2 separate regions of the Sus scrofa genome follow, and region 1 is linked to region 2. The links are chromatin contacts, called in public HiChIP or PLAC-seq maps. All regions are on one chromosome and are shown on one strand. The core of a region is the stretch at or near the end of the contact, and the rest is flanking DNA. Distances in the headings are between cores, read along the strand shown.

What was found. HiChIP or PLAC-seq counts read pairs in DNA pulled down with a chosen protein or histone mark.
Region 1: a contact with region 2 is called in an H3K27ac HiChIP or PLAC-seq map of alveolar macrophages. The contact joins the enhancer-like site here to the promoter of RPAP3 in region 2. A contact is called at or near these places in 1 of 5 promoter capture datasets (liver), 26 of 47 Hi-C or Micro-C datasets (adipose tissue, alveolar macrophages, blood and 13 more) and 2 of 2 datasets of contacts at active chromatin or transcription factors (alveolar macrophages and skeletal muscle).

What each region holds. Positions count from the first base shown.
Region 1 is chr5:78,195,355-78,202,307 of Sscrofa11.1, forward strand. No RefSeq gene overlaps it. Among named protein-coding and RNA genes, the nearest start is that of HDAC7, 13 kb to the left of the region's middle. Within about 2 kb of position 3,582, at least 30 of the 83 cell types and tissues checked have an H3K27ac peak or open chromatin away from gene starts, as enhancers often do. A contact at or near this core is called in alveolar macrophages, fetal liver, omental adipose tissue and 1 more, where this site is marked.
Region 2 is chr5:78,061,858-78,068,370 of Sscrofa11.1, forward strand. RPAP3 (RNA polymerase II-associated protein 3) reads right to left here and starts at 4,395. Exons shown (of 18, transcript XM_021092589.1): 1 at 4,305-4,395; 2 at 1,257-1,438; 3 at 49-189. The coding sequence starts at 1,409. It overlaps LOC110260775 (a long non-coding RNA gene), which reads left to right and starts at 3,577. Exons shown (of 3, transcript XR_002344182.1): 1 at 3,577-4,500.

The DNA of each region.
Region 1 (6,953 bases), core at 2,332-4,831, 130 kb after region 2:
CTCATATCTGTAAAACTTTATTCCAGCATGCAATCATGACAAAAACATTTGCTTTGTTTTGTTTTTTGTCCATGCCTGCAGCACGCAGAAATTCTGGGACCAGGGGTTGAAACTATGCAACAGCAGTGACCTGAGCCACAGCAGTGATGACGCCGGATCCTTAACCTACCAGGACACCAGGCAACGCTAAGAAATTGTTGAGACCTTTTACGTCCTTTTTTCAAACGAGGTCTTGGAAATTCTACATGTATTTTACCCTCATAGCACCTTTCAGCCCAGACCAGCCATGTTTTAGGGGCTCCACAGCCCCCGTGGCTTGTGGTTACTGTTTTGAACAGGTTTCGAAGATTCTGGCCCAACCTCCTCTTCAAACTCTTCCAGTCCTTGTTGAGGAAGGGACTCCAGAAGTGGAGGAGGAGTCCAGCAAGGTCAGTGTCAAGGGTCAATTTGCTCTAGAAAGAAGGCCACCCCCTTTGGCTTTCAAGCATCTATCTCTAGACCTGGAACCAGGTCTAGTAGATAGGGAAGCAGGGAAACTCAGTCCCAGGACGACCTCTTCCTAGACAGCTGGCCTTCTCCTCTTCCCAGCCCTCATCCTCTAAAACTTGGTAGATTCCTCTTCGCTTCTCTTTCTCCTTCTAAACATCACCCAAAGGTCCTCAGGCAGCAGAGTGAGGGAAGATGGGTGGAGAAGAAACTTCGTAGGGAAATGCAGAGTCAGGTTATAGACACACGGAGTCGAGGTACTGGCGGGACATATACTGGGAGGTTGAGGGGACAGTTGCTCTCTGGAGCTCAGAAGAGGAGGGATGGATAAATAAAGACCTGGGATCATTGGTGAGAGCTGAGAGGGAGCAGTCAGAGACTTAAATGATGTAAGAGGAAGTGTCATGTCAGAATCCAAAATGTGGGAGTTCCTGTCCTCACTCAGCAGTAACGAATCCAACGCGTACCCATGAAGATGCGGGTTCGATCCCCGGCCTCGCTTAGTGGGTTAAGGATCTGGCTTTGCCGTGAACAGTGAGTGGTACAGGTCAAAGACGTGGCTCGGATCCTGTGTTGCTGTGGCTGTGGTGTAGGCTGGCAGCTACACCCCTGATTCGACCCCTAGCCCGGGAACCTCCATATGCTGTGAGTGCAGCCCTAAAAAGCAAACAAACAAACAAAAAATCCAAAACGGGGAAAACATCACAAGGGAGGGATTTGCATTTCATTGTGATGACGATGCTTTAGAATCCTACTTACAGAGAGAGCTCACACAAATTAGAAATAAACACTAAAACGGGGGTGGACAAAAGCGCAGAGACAACTCTTCAGGGAAAGAGGAAACACAGCCAGTAAGCCAAGGTAGGGGAGTGTTCAACCCGATGACCAGTCAGGTAGTGCCAATTAAAACAAGATGAGGCAGGTGCCATTTTCAAACATTAGTGAGAGGTCAGTGAAATTTACATGTTGGTGGTGGTGGCGTAACCTCTTTTGAAATCAATTTGGCAATAAACAGTAAGAGCAGTAGGGGTTTTTTACCCTTCGGCTTAATAACCCCACCCAAAGTACCCTACGCTAGATTTCTATAACCAAAATTCAGGGAGGGGGAGTGGAATATGTGTGTAATAATATTCACCACCACACTCTTTACCATATGGAAAGTGAGAAAGAATTTGAACACCTACAATTGGAAACTTATGAAGCAAATTATATTTCCACTTAATAGAAAATTACAAAGCTGTTAAAAAGATGTTTATGAAAGTGACATCGCATCACAGGAGAAGATAGATTTGTGCATGACCCGTGATGGCAACTAGGTTTAATGAAACCCAGCACAGGCACAGAGGAAAAGCGTGAGAGGAAATACTAGTAATAGGTCATGATTGTGTCAGGTGTTGTGAGTACGCATGGTTTTCTAGGTGTTTAATAACGGACAGAGTTCCCCGTCGTGGCTCAGCAGAAAGGAATCTGACTACCATCCATGAAGACGTGGGTTTGATCCCTGGTTCCGCTCAGTGGGTTAAGGATCCGGTGTTGCCCTGAGCTGTGGTGTAGGTCGCAGGTGTGGCTCAAATCTGGCATCGCTGTGGCTGTGGCGTAGGCCAGCAGCTGTAGCTCCCATTCAGCCCCTAGCCTGGGAACCTCCATATGCTGCGGTTGCAGCCCTAAAAAAAAAAGTCAAATAAAATAACTGGCCATGTTGTGAAGAGCTGTGGAGTGTGGGGATGAGGGTTGACCAGGAGCCTAGACTGGGCTACGGGGAGGACCCTGACAAGCTGATGGAGGTCCTGAATTCATTCCTCTAGCAGGTACACTTACTGGCTCCATCTAGATGGAATAAACTCAGATTCCCTGTCTGGCCTCCAGGGGCGCTCTGTCCACTAGAGGGTCCTGGAGCTTGCTTGGGTCCTGCATCGCTGCTGGGGCAAGACCCTGGAGGGACAGCTCCCAGAGGTCAGGGGTCAAGAGCAGGCACTGGGGAAAAGGAAACAGTGGATGTGGGGAGCGGTGGCCCCAGTGAGGGTTGGGGAGGTTTGGGGGGATCACCACGGAGCTTAGGGCTGGTGAAGGCTGCTCTGCCCTGGGGGAGGGGTTGGCAGGCTGTGGTCGGCCACCTGCTGTTTCACATCACCCTGAAGGTGACAAGAGATGTGAGGGGGCCATCACCTCCACTGCCCCCCCAGGAACTCTACCTGGGCCCCCACCTACAGGCACCATCCGGCCGGGCAGCCTCCTGCCCCTCCCCCCTCAGCTCTCTTCCGACAACGACACGCTGGGGCCTTGAAATAACATATCTTTATTTATGCCATCATTTCCACATAATTTGCCTATGATTCATCTGTTGTCAAGAGGCATTAAAACCTCCAGCCTCAGCTCCCAGACACCCACCAGTCCCTGTCCCACCCCCTCCTGTGCCCCACCCCTCCCCTTCCCACAACTTCTTGCCCAGCTCTCGCCCCCCAAACTGGCATCCCCCAGTCTCAGCACCGCTTCCTCTGAAAGCGCCTCCACCCCCAGCTCTTCCCTAACTGGGACTTTTCTGGGGAGTGGGAGGCAGGGGCTGAGACAGCAAGTGGCCCGGCCCCTGTCCATCCACTTCCCCAGCCCAGACCCGGGCCTGGGGCGGGCACCGCTGATGCCAGATGACCTCACACAGGCGGGAAACGGGAAGAAGCTCCTCTGTGCCCAGGAGCAGGGAGCTCTGGAAGCCCGTTTTGGGACCCCCTCCTTCCTCAGGCTGGATCTTCCTGGTACCTGAAGGCTGGTCCCTGGCTCCCTCCCCCTCGTTCCGTTTCCACAGGGGTATAGAATTTCCACTGTGTGTGTGTGTGTGTGTGTGTGTGTGTGTGTGTTGGGGGATGGGAAGAGCAGCCTTCTCACACCCTCATGACCCAGTAAAGCTTTCGGCTTTGGGGGCCCCTCCCCAGACCTCCCCAGGGAGGTCTCGACGAGGCGGGGGAGGCAGGGGAGGAAGAGGGCAGGGGGCGAGGAGGGGGCTGCCGCGCGGGCTGGGCGAGGGGAGCTGCTGTGGTCGGGTTATCTGATGTGAGCAGCCAGGTGTGCTGGCTGGGGTGGGGGCGGGGAAGCGCAGCCCGAGACGGAGACGGAGGGAGGCAGAAACTGCAGACGCGGAGAGCCTGAAACAAGAAGGGCAGAGGCACGCCGAGGGGGCCCCCAGATGGCTCCCCCCAGAGACCAGCTTTCCGTCAGCCGCGCGGTGGGGGCCGTGTCCTCCCGGCGGCTCCCCCATCCTGGTCCCCATGTCCCCAGCTGCCAGAGAAGCAGGCAGCCTCCCCGCCCCCAGGGGGACAGAGGTGGGGCAGACAGGAGTGTGTGGAGGGGGCGAGGGTCCAGCCTGGTCGGAATCAGGGCAGTTGGAGACAGTTGAGGGTCTGTAATCTCGGTTGGGGGTTGACGGGTGGAGGCGGCTTTGCAGGAGGAGATAATGGGGCGGAGCAGAGCCCTGGCCGGGGGACCGGGGTGCCCCCGGTGGGGTGGGGGCCAGCCCTCCCTCTCCTTGGGTGGTTTGAGCAGGGCTGGGAGCACCGTTGGGGTCCTGCACAAAAAGGTTCCACCTGTGAGTCCTGACTGGTTCCCCCTCCTGTCCTGAGTCCGGATGTGTGTGCGTGGGGGTGGAGAGAGGAACCCAAAGAGGGTGATGACACTTCTAACAATGGAGCTAAGAGTCACCAGGCACTTTCTGCGTGCCAGGCACAAGTCTTAAGGCCATCATGTGCTCACTTGGTTCTCAAGACGCCTGTGAAGTAGGTACGACTGTTATCGACTGTTATCGTCACTCGGCAGCACAGAGACAGAGCAGGCTGCCAGCAGTCCCGCCGCCGGGAGTTCAAATCCTGCTCCCCCTCAAGGCTGCCTCTGCTGCTCTCACCTGCTGGCTTAGGTGTTACCTTCCTGTTACCTTCACAGAGACCCTGTCACCCTTCCTGGAGGGGGGGACCGGGGGACTCGGGCTCAGAGGGCTCAGGGCATTGACCCCAAGTTGCACAGCTGGTGAGATGCACTGTCAGGATTTGGGACGGCTTGCTCTCCTTCACCTTCTTGGCTGCTTCCCTCAAGGTCAGGAGCAGCGTGGAGAGGGGCTGGGCCAGCGTGGAGAGGGGCTGCTGGCCTGCGGTGGGGGCAGGCCCCTGGTGAGCATCTCAGAGAAACAACCACCAAGCAAACCAACGACGACCTGAACGGTCCTCTTCCAAGGCCACCCATATCCTGCCCCCTTCGGCTCCCCTCCCATCCACTCCTCCACCTCAAGGCCTTCCTGTAAACACAGCAGAAGGCAGGAGCCCCTTGGGGCGGGGTCCCTATCGGAGAGGAAGTGGGGCCGGCTTCTCTCCCACCCCCTTTATCACTTCTCCCCATCCCCACTTTATCACCCCAGGCTGTTCCACCCTCCCCTCCCTGCCCTTCCCCTGGGGCTCCAGAGCAGGAGAGGAGAAGAAATTTAAATCAGTGGAACTGGGGGTGGGGCTGGAGGAGACACCTGGGACACCGGGGGAGGGGCTTCCCTGTCCCTCCAACCTGGTCCTGCACACACAGGTGGGGGCGGGCCTTTGCGGCCCAGGCCTTTCTGTTGGGCTGCTTGCTCTACCTGGCCGGTCTGGTAGGCAAATGGAGAAACAAGAGCCAGGCTCAGACACAGTTGGGGCCCCTGCCCTTGCCTGGCCTCGCCCTGGCCTGGTGCTGGCGGCCACAGATGTTCACAGGATGTGTAATTACATGGAGTGGGGTCAGGGCCCTACAGGCCTTTCCCCCATGTAGGATTCTGAGTACAAGTGATGAGGGCTGTGGGAAGGCCTGTGGAGCTAAAGAAGGGACACCAGGCTGGGCATTATGTGCCTTCTCCATTTGTCACCAAGGTATAGATGCCTCAGCAGAGTTGTGCCCATGGCCTTCCCCGCTCCACAACCAGGACCTGGGAGGCTGTGCCTTTCTTCCCTGAGTCCAGCTCAGACAGAAGTTGCAGAACAATCCAGCTTGGAATTTGATACTTGATACACCCCTTCCTGCATCCCTTATATCAGATATCCCTGGATCCCTGATCTTTGGCTCAGATCTCATCTAATTCTGTAAGACTCTGTTCTGACTTGGGGTGAGACTCTTGGGTCCAGGAGAGGGAGGGTTGTGGAAGCGCTGACAAGTTCCCCAAATTCCTGTGGATGCCTGGATTGTCCAACTACTCCCCTGCCAGGACTCAATCTCATGACCCACCCCTTCCCTTGATCCCAGCAAGGGCTTGAATAAAACTGAACCAAAGGGCTCTAGTCAGTGCGCCAGTGTCACCCTGCAGGAAGGCATCGTCTTGGCTCTGTCTCGGCCAACTCTGGACATGGTCTGCCGATCAAGGTCAGGAGGGGTGGTTACAATTTTGGATGACAAAGTGACGATTCAGAAGTTTTGAGCAGGAGTTCCTGCTGTGGCTCAGCAGTTAATGAACCTGACTGGTATCCATGAGGACTCAGGTTTGATCCCTGGCCTCACTCTGTGGGTTAAGGATCCAGTGTTGCTGTGAGCTGTGGTGTTAGGAAGGCAGCTATAGCTCTGATTCAGCCCCTAGCCTGGGAACCTCCTCATGCCACGGGTGCTGCCCCAAAATACAAAACAAACAAACAAACAAACAAAAACTCAAAAGATTTGAGCAGGCTAATCTCAGTGTGGGAGAAATGAAATCATATAGACATGAATAGGGATAAATTCTGCATTTGGGTCCCCAAACCCCAACTGTGCACAAATAGATTGAGGGATGTGGGGCAGATGATTTAGGGAGTAGTTAGGATGTGGCTTCTGAAGCCACAGGAACTTAACTTCTCAGTTTCCAAAGTTCAAGAGGAGGTGTTGATATTTGCATAAGGCTGTTTGCATGTCATATTCCAGCAGGGACCCAAGCAGAACTTTTTTCCCTTGACAGCTATTGTAAGGATCAGCTCTTCTCTGCTAGATGCTGACAGAAGTGGGCGGCATGTTGCCTCACATTCATTTGGTCATTCATGCCTTTATTCAGCTGCGTTTATGGAATCCCGCCTTTGGTCCAATCTGGTAGGGAGCCCCACAGGCAACACAGAACTCTTAAACACACTGCAACGTACACTTCACTCTCCAAACAGAGTGGGTGCACCATTCTACCCAGAAGGGGCCCGGGAGGGTACAGCACAGTCACGTTCAGGGAGGAATCTGTGCAAGACCTGAACTGGAAATTCAAGGAGCAGGAAGAGTTTGCCTGGTTGAGAAAACTGGGGAATGAAGGACAGGATGGGGCACCTCAGGCTGAGGAAACAAGGCCGGGGACAGTGTGGAGTGTGGGTCTCAGAGTGTTGGCTGGGGACCCCTGTGGACCCCTGAGCCCCAGAGGCTCTGCAAGGTCAAACTACTGTCATAATAATACTAAGACATCATTTGCCTTTTTTGGGGGGGGGGCTGCACCTACGGCATATGGAGGTTCCCAGGCTAGGGGT
Region 2 (6,513 bases), core at 3,145-5,644:
AATACTAAGAGTAAATTTTACTAAGAGCACATAAATGGATTAACTTACCACATCAAGTTTTGCCCATGCCTCATAATCATAAGATTTTATCCTGTTTTTCGTGTTTTCATCTTTGGTTTTTGTAGATGACTCTTTAACTTTGCCTTTCTTCTTTTTCCTAAAATTCCCATTCCGAATAGGAGGCAAATTCTCGGGAGGAAAAACAACAGAGTGTTTGGAGACTGGTTTAGTACTTTTCCGTACAACTAGCAAGTTTAAATTTTTCACTAAATTGTATTTTCAAGTAAAAGTAATTTTTAATTTAATCTTCAAGTGGTTAGAAATACCAGTTCGCCATCTTCATTTATAACAACTTACGCTTGAAAAGTCTAATTTATCCTTGACAAATACTGAACATTGTTCAGTCAAAAGAAAAGTATGACCTAGAAATTCTAATTATTCATCCAACTTGCAATCCTATAATCAAACTTCAAAAACTTCCTCAGCCTTAGTACAATGATTTAGCAGTAGCATAAGAGCAAACTGAACTGCCCCCACATCATTACATACAGTATGAAAAAGCTATCCATATATTTGAATGTACTGTCTTAAGGAAAACATTTGGTTGAGCCTGGGTACTAAGTTTTTAAAGGCAATACTCTTCGCTAATATATCACTAAATATATAACTATATATGGTATACATAATATATATACAAATCTACATATTTTATGATCGTGTTCGCCTACCTTAAGAATTATCACAGTCTTCCTTTCAGTAACTATTCACTAAGGCTTAAAATGTCTTTACATAGTTAATACAATTGTTACAAAGACTTTAAAAAGCAGAGTGTTCCAAAATGTTGGCAGAAGGCAAATCATTTTAATCAGTACTTCCACAAAACATTTTAAAGGCAGTACTTTACTTATTTATTTATTTATTTAATTATTTTTATTTTTATTTTTTTGTCTTTTCTAGGGCTGCACCGGAGGCATGTGGAGGTTCCCAGGCTAGGGGTCTAATTGGAGTTGTAGCCACCAGCCTACGCCAGAGGCATAGCAACATGGGATCCGAGCCTCGTCTGCAACCTACACCACAGCTCACAGCAACGCTGGATCCTTAACCCACTGAGAGAGGCTAGGGATTGAACCCACAACCTCATGGTTCCTAGTCGGATTCGTTAACCACTGAGCCATGACGGGAACTCCGGTAGTACTTTACTTTAAAATAAACAGTTTTGCTAGATGCTAAAACAGGAATTTAGTTAAGAAATTTACCTCTTCAGGAACACCATTCTGTCTTCTTAGTTCCATATCCTTTTGTTTAATATCTTTTTCCCAGTTTTCTAAATCCCTCATAAAGTCTTGCAGCTCTTCTGCATTTTGTTTCACTTGTAGTTGTAATTCAATTGCTTTATTTGTTGAAGTCATTGTGGCCTGCAGAGTTCTGACCAACCAACCTTTGTTAAAAATTAAATAGATTTGTTTTTTGAAACCTAGCTAATTAATGATTTTTACCTCTTCATAAATGGCCAAGATACAAGTAAAGAAGGGAGCCTAAAGTGATGCAGAAGAAAAAAAAATCAGTATTTCATGTTTCAAATGAATTGATCAACATTTGTTGAATAATAAATGCAAAAAAAAAAAAAAAAGACAAGTTTGGGTGTCTCCACATTGCAATGTAATGAAAGGCAATGGGGAGGAAATCACTGAAATTAGCAAGTAGCCTTTGGTAGGTTGGCTGCTCATCTCTAGAGTTTATAAGTTTAGCCTAAATACATCCTTTACTCCTTTTCATAATTTTTTTTTTTTGCATGAACCCATTCAGAAGTTCCTTGGCCAGGGATCAATGCCACGCCATCAGCAACCTGACTACAATTTTCAAAAGCAAAGAGGTTTCAGGATTGGAGGACAAGTGTAAAGACAATTTTCCTGTTTGGGATAAGCTTAATTTGAGTTCTTATGGGACATCAGGAGGACATACTGAGTAGGTACTTACCAAAATATACATTTGGGTGTCATTAGCATAGACAATATGGGCTAGAAATATAAATTTGGGTGTCATTAGCATAAAGATAGAAGCTACATTGAGAAGCAAGATGATGGGCTCACGGTGAGCAGAAGTCAAGGGATGAAATATAGGTATACCTAGAAGCAGATTTTAAAAACACTTTCTCTTCAGATTATCTTCTTTCATACTAACTGATAATCATCTTGATACAACAGCATGCTATCACCCTTCTGTGGACATTCCATATGAACACACAAAACCTATCCCTCGGCCAGATCCTGTACATGATATTGAAGAAACACATGATCTAGTGCTGACACCCAGATTAGAAGGAAAAGGTGAACACTTAGAGCAAGGACCCATGACAGAACAACTTAGCAAAATGTTCTTTACTACTAAGCACTTTTGGTATCCTCATGGACAGAATCATAGATGTCGTAGGAAACCAAATCCTCCAAAACACAGATGATACTGAGATTTTCAGAAATCAAAGAAAAACATTATTCTGCATTTCATTTGCCGTTTGAGAAAATACAGTTGGGTATTTCACCAGTATGTTATACAGTGAAATAATTAAAAGGTCTTAAAAAAGAAGCTACAATTGTGGGATTTGGACATGTTTAACTACTGTGACAAAGGGGGTAGGGGGGACAGGAGAACACTAACATTTAGGGAACAAACCAAGGAAGACAGGCCAACCCAGTAAAAACTAAGCAGTGGCATCTAGAGAGCTGGGAAGAAAACTTGGAATACTGTCACAGAAGAGAATTTTCAAAAAGATACTTAACAATGCCAAATACCGCAGAGATCATACAGGAGAAATAATGTACGTTAAATTTGTTTAGTCATATAAAGATTACACAGTTTTTTGGTTTGTTTTTTGTCTTTTTAGAGCCACATCCAAGGCATGTGGAAGTTCCCAGGCTAGGGGTCTAATTGGAGCTGCAGCGGCCTGCCTACGCCATAGCCACAGAAACTTGTGACCCAAACTGCATCTCCGACCTACACCACAGCTCATAGCCAACGCCATATCCCCCACCCACTGATTGTGGCCAGGGATGAAACCCACATCCCCATGGATACTAGTCGGGTTCATTACCACTGAGCCACAACAGGAACTCCCGATTACATACAGTTTTAATGGAATTTTTTTAGGAACAGAGATAAAATGAGCTGAGTAAATAAGACATAACGGAGATCAGCATAATTTTGCCTTTCATAACCTAAAATTGCTCAGGAGTATGGGTGGAGGGGGGCAGTGAGAAACAGGGTAAAAGAAGATACAGGAGGGGACAGGTGGGGAGGCGGGGAACGGACTGGGGGTCTGGGACTGGCATATGCACACCGAGGTATACAGAACCATGGACCAACAGGAACCTGCTGTACAGTGCAGAGAACTCTACAGAGTATACTGTGATAATCTATGTGGGAAAAGAATCAGAGAATGGATATGTGTGCATGTATCACTGGCTCACTTTGAAGTACGGCAGAAACTATCACAGCCTCGTAACTTAACTATATTTCAAAAAACTAAAAAAAAAAAAAAAAAAAAAAAAGATATAGGAAAGGGGATGAGTGATGGGGCAAGGTGCCCAAAAAGTGCAGTAGGTTTGGAGGGAAAGATAGAGGAGACTAGAAAAATGATTCTTCTTGGAGGAAAAGATGTTTGCAACGACAGATAAGACCCCTAGTCATGGCCCAGAAACTAAAGTTTAAGCTTCTTTCAGGCAGTGCCCATATTTGATCATATATGTACATCTCATGAAAAAAATAAAACTAGAACAATGCTTTGCGGGGGGGGCTCAAAAAACGTGAATAAAAGCGTAACAAGGCATTGAGTTACTGTAGGAAGTAGAAAGCTTTTCCATTTCACCCATCACCTCTCTGCTCCCACAGAACCTGTATCCAGGCACGCAACCAGAAACTTCCAGCGCCTGGAGGTATCACTTTCTACTCTACATCCGAGCGAGCATTGCACACCCCCGCCGAAAGGGGGCGGGCCCCACAGAGGTCTCGGGAGGGTGGGTCTGCGGCCCTGACCACCACAAACCGACCAATGCCCGCGGCACCCAGGGTGGAGAGACCCCCAGCAAAGCTGACCGTCTAGGGACTGGCCTCCCGAACTCGCTCCCCAGTGCGCCGCTACCCTGGACACCGCCACGCCGCCCCAACGCGGTGCCCCCGCCGCCCGCCCTGGCCTTCTCGGTCTCTCCCGGTACCCACAGCAGCAAACCCTCCTCCTGCGGGGAGACCCCAGAAGCCTCCTTGCTGCCGTAGCTCCCTCGCAAAAAGTGACAACCGTAAAGCTGGCTCACCTCACCAGGCCACTACCGGCCCCACAACCGCCGCGCCCGACTCTCAGCTACTCACGCCGGCCCCGCCTTCCTGAGCTATCCCACAAGTCCTCGCGTGGCCTCGCCCCGCCCCCTGGAGCCAGGACGGAGCGTGCGCAGAAGATCAGGTGCGCTGAGCCCTCCTCCTCTGGGTGGAATCAGCCTAGAGGATTGACAGGTGTGTTAAAGCAAAATCTGACTCTGCCTGCTTCCAGCTTCACAGTAGGTACTCCAAAAACTGCAGGATCATCCTGGCCTGTTCTGATTCCCCACATAATAATAACTTGAATAATGCTTTGGATCGCTCCCACTGTTATCCCTAATATTTGCCTTGCTGGTTTGTAACCGTATTTTATCACTTTTGTGCATATGAAAATCACGTGGGGGAATTCCCGTCGTGGCTCAGCGGAAACGAATCTGTCTAGGATCCATGAGGATGCAGGTTCAATCCCTGGGCTCGCTCAGTGGGTTAAGTATCTGGCGTTGCCGTGAGCTGTGGTGTAGGCCAGTGGCTACAGCACCGATTCAACCCCTAGCTTGGGAACCTCCATGTGCCATGGGTGAGGCCCTAAAAAAAAAAAAAAAAGAAAGAAAAGAAAAAGAAAATCATGTGGGAAAGTTACTGTTTCTCTACCATGAACAGGCTATGGTAACTATACTAATTTTGCAGGGTTTTTTTTAATCTTTAAGTACTTGTATTTGGCAAATCTGTTCTTCAGTCTGACTACCTTGCACTTTTGCAAGTAAATTCCTTCCTTTTCTAAGTATCTATCTCTGAATCTTTCTTGGACGTGTGTCAGTATTAAGACCTATCTTTTGATGTGCCCTAGCCACTAAGTGAAAAGAACATGAAGCTTTTAACATTATGTGCTTCTGCTTCCTGTGTGAGTGAACTTTCATTTTCATGGCAAGTCTAAAACTGTAAAACAGGAGTTCCAGTCGTGGCTCAGTGGTTTATGAACCCGGCTAGTATCCATGAGGACGCAGGTTCAATTCCTGGCCTCAGTGGGTTAAGGATCCTGCGTTGCCTGAGCTTAGGCGTAGGTCACAGACGTGGCTCAGATCCCACATTGCTGTGGCTACAGCTCTGATTAGACCCCTAGCCTGGGAACTTGTATATGCCACAGATGCAGCCCTGAAAGGCAAAAAAAAAAAAAAAAAGTATAAAACAAAATAAAATTGTAAAACAAAAATAATTTTAAAAGCCCGTGAAAACAGACAGAAACAAATAAACCTTTCCATCTGAAATAGCCCTATAATTTTTTCTTTTTAGCTTTTTTTTAGGGCTGTTCCTGCGGCATATGGAGATTTCCAGGCTAAGGGTCGAATCTGAGCTACAGCTGCCAGCCTACGCCACAGCTCACTGCAACGCCAGATCCTTAACCCACTGAGCAATGCCAGGGATCGAACCTGCAACCTCATGGTTCCTAGACAGATTCGCTAACCACTATGCCTCAACGGGAACTCCTAATGTGGTAATGTTTCCATTTCCTTTTCATCTGTATATGTTTTTATATTTAAAGTGGGTTTCTTGTTACAACATATAATTGGGTCTTATTTTTGTTTTTGTTTCATTTTGCTTTTTAGGGCCGCGCCCACAGCATATGGAAGTTCCCAGTCTAGGAGTTGAATTGGAGCTACAGCTGCTGGCCTACACCACAGCCATAGCAACATCAGATCAAAGCTGCATGTGCAACCTACACCACAGCTCTTGGCAATGTGGGATTCCTGACCCACTGGGCAAGGCCAGGGATGGAACCCACATCCTCACAGATGCTAGTCGCATTTGTTTTCAATGCACCACAACAGGAACTCTTGGATCTTGTGTTTTAATTTACTCTGAGAGTCTCTAACTTTGATTGGTACATGAAGAACATTGACATTTAAAGTGATTACTGATATAGTTGTATTAATATCTACCATTTTCATTACTGTTTTCTTTTTGTTGCCCTTGTTCTTTGTTCCTATTTTGTCTTCTACTCTTTTTTCTGCCTTTTATGCTTTTGAGTATTTTATATGATTCCATTTTCTCTCCTTTCTTAGCATATCAGTTATACTTCTTTTTTAACTTTTTTTTTTAATTTATTTCTTTTTTCCGCTGTACAGCATGGGGACCAAGTTACACTTACAAGTATACATTTTTTTTCCACCCTTTGTTCTGTTGCAATATAAGTTTTTTTTAACTTTTTTT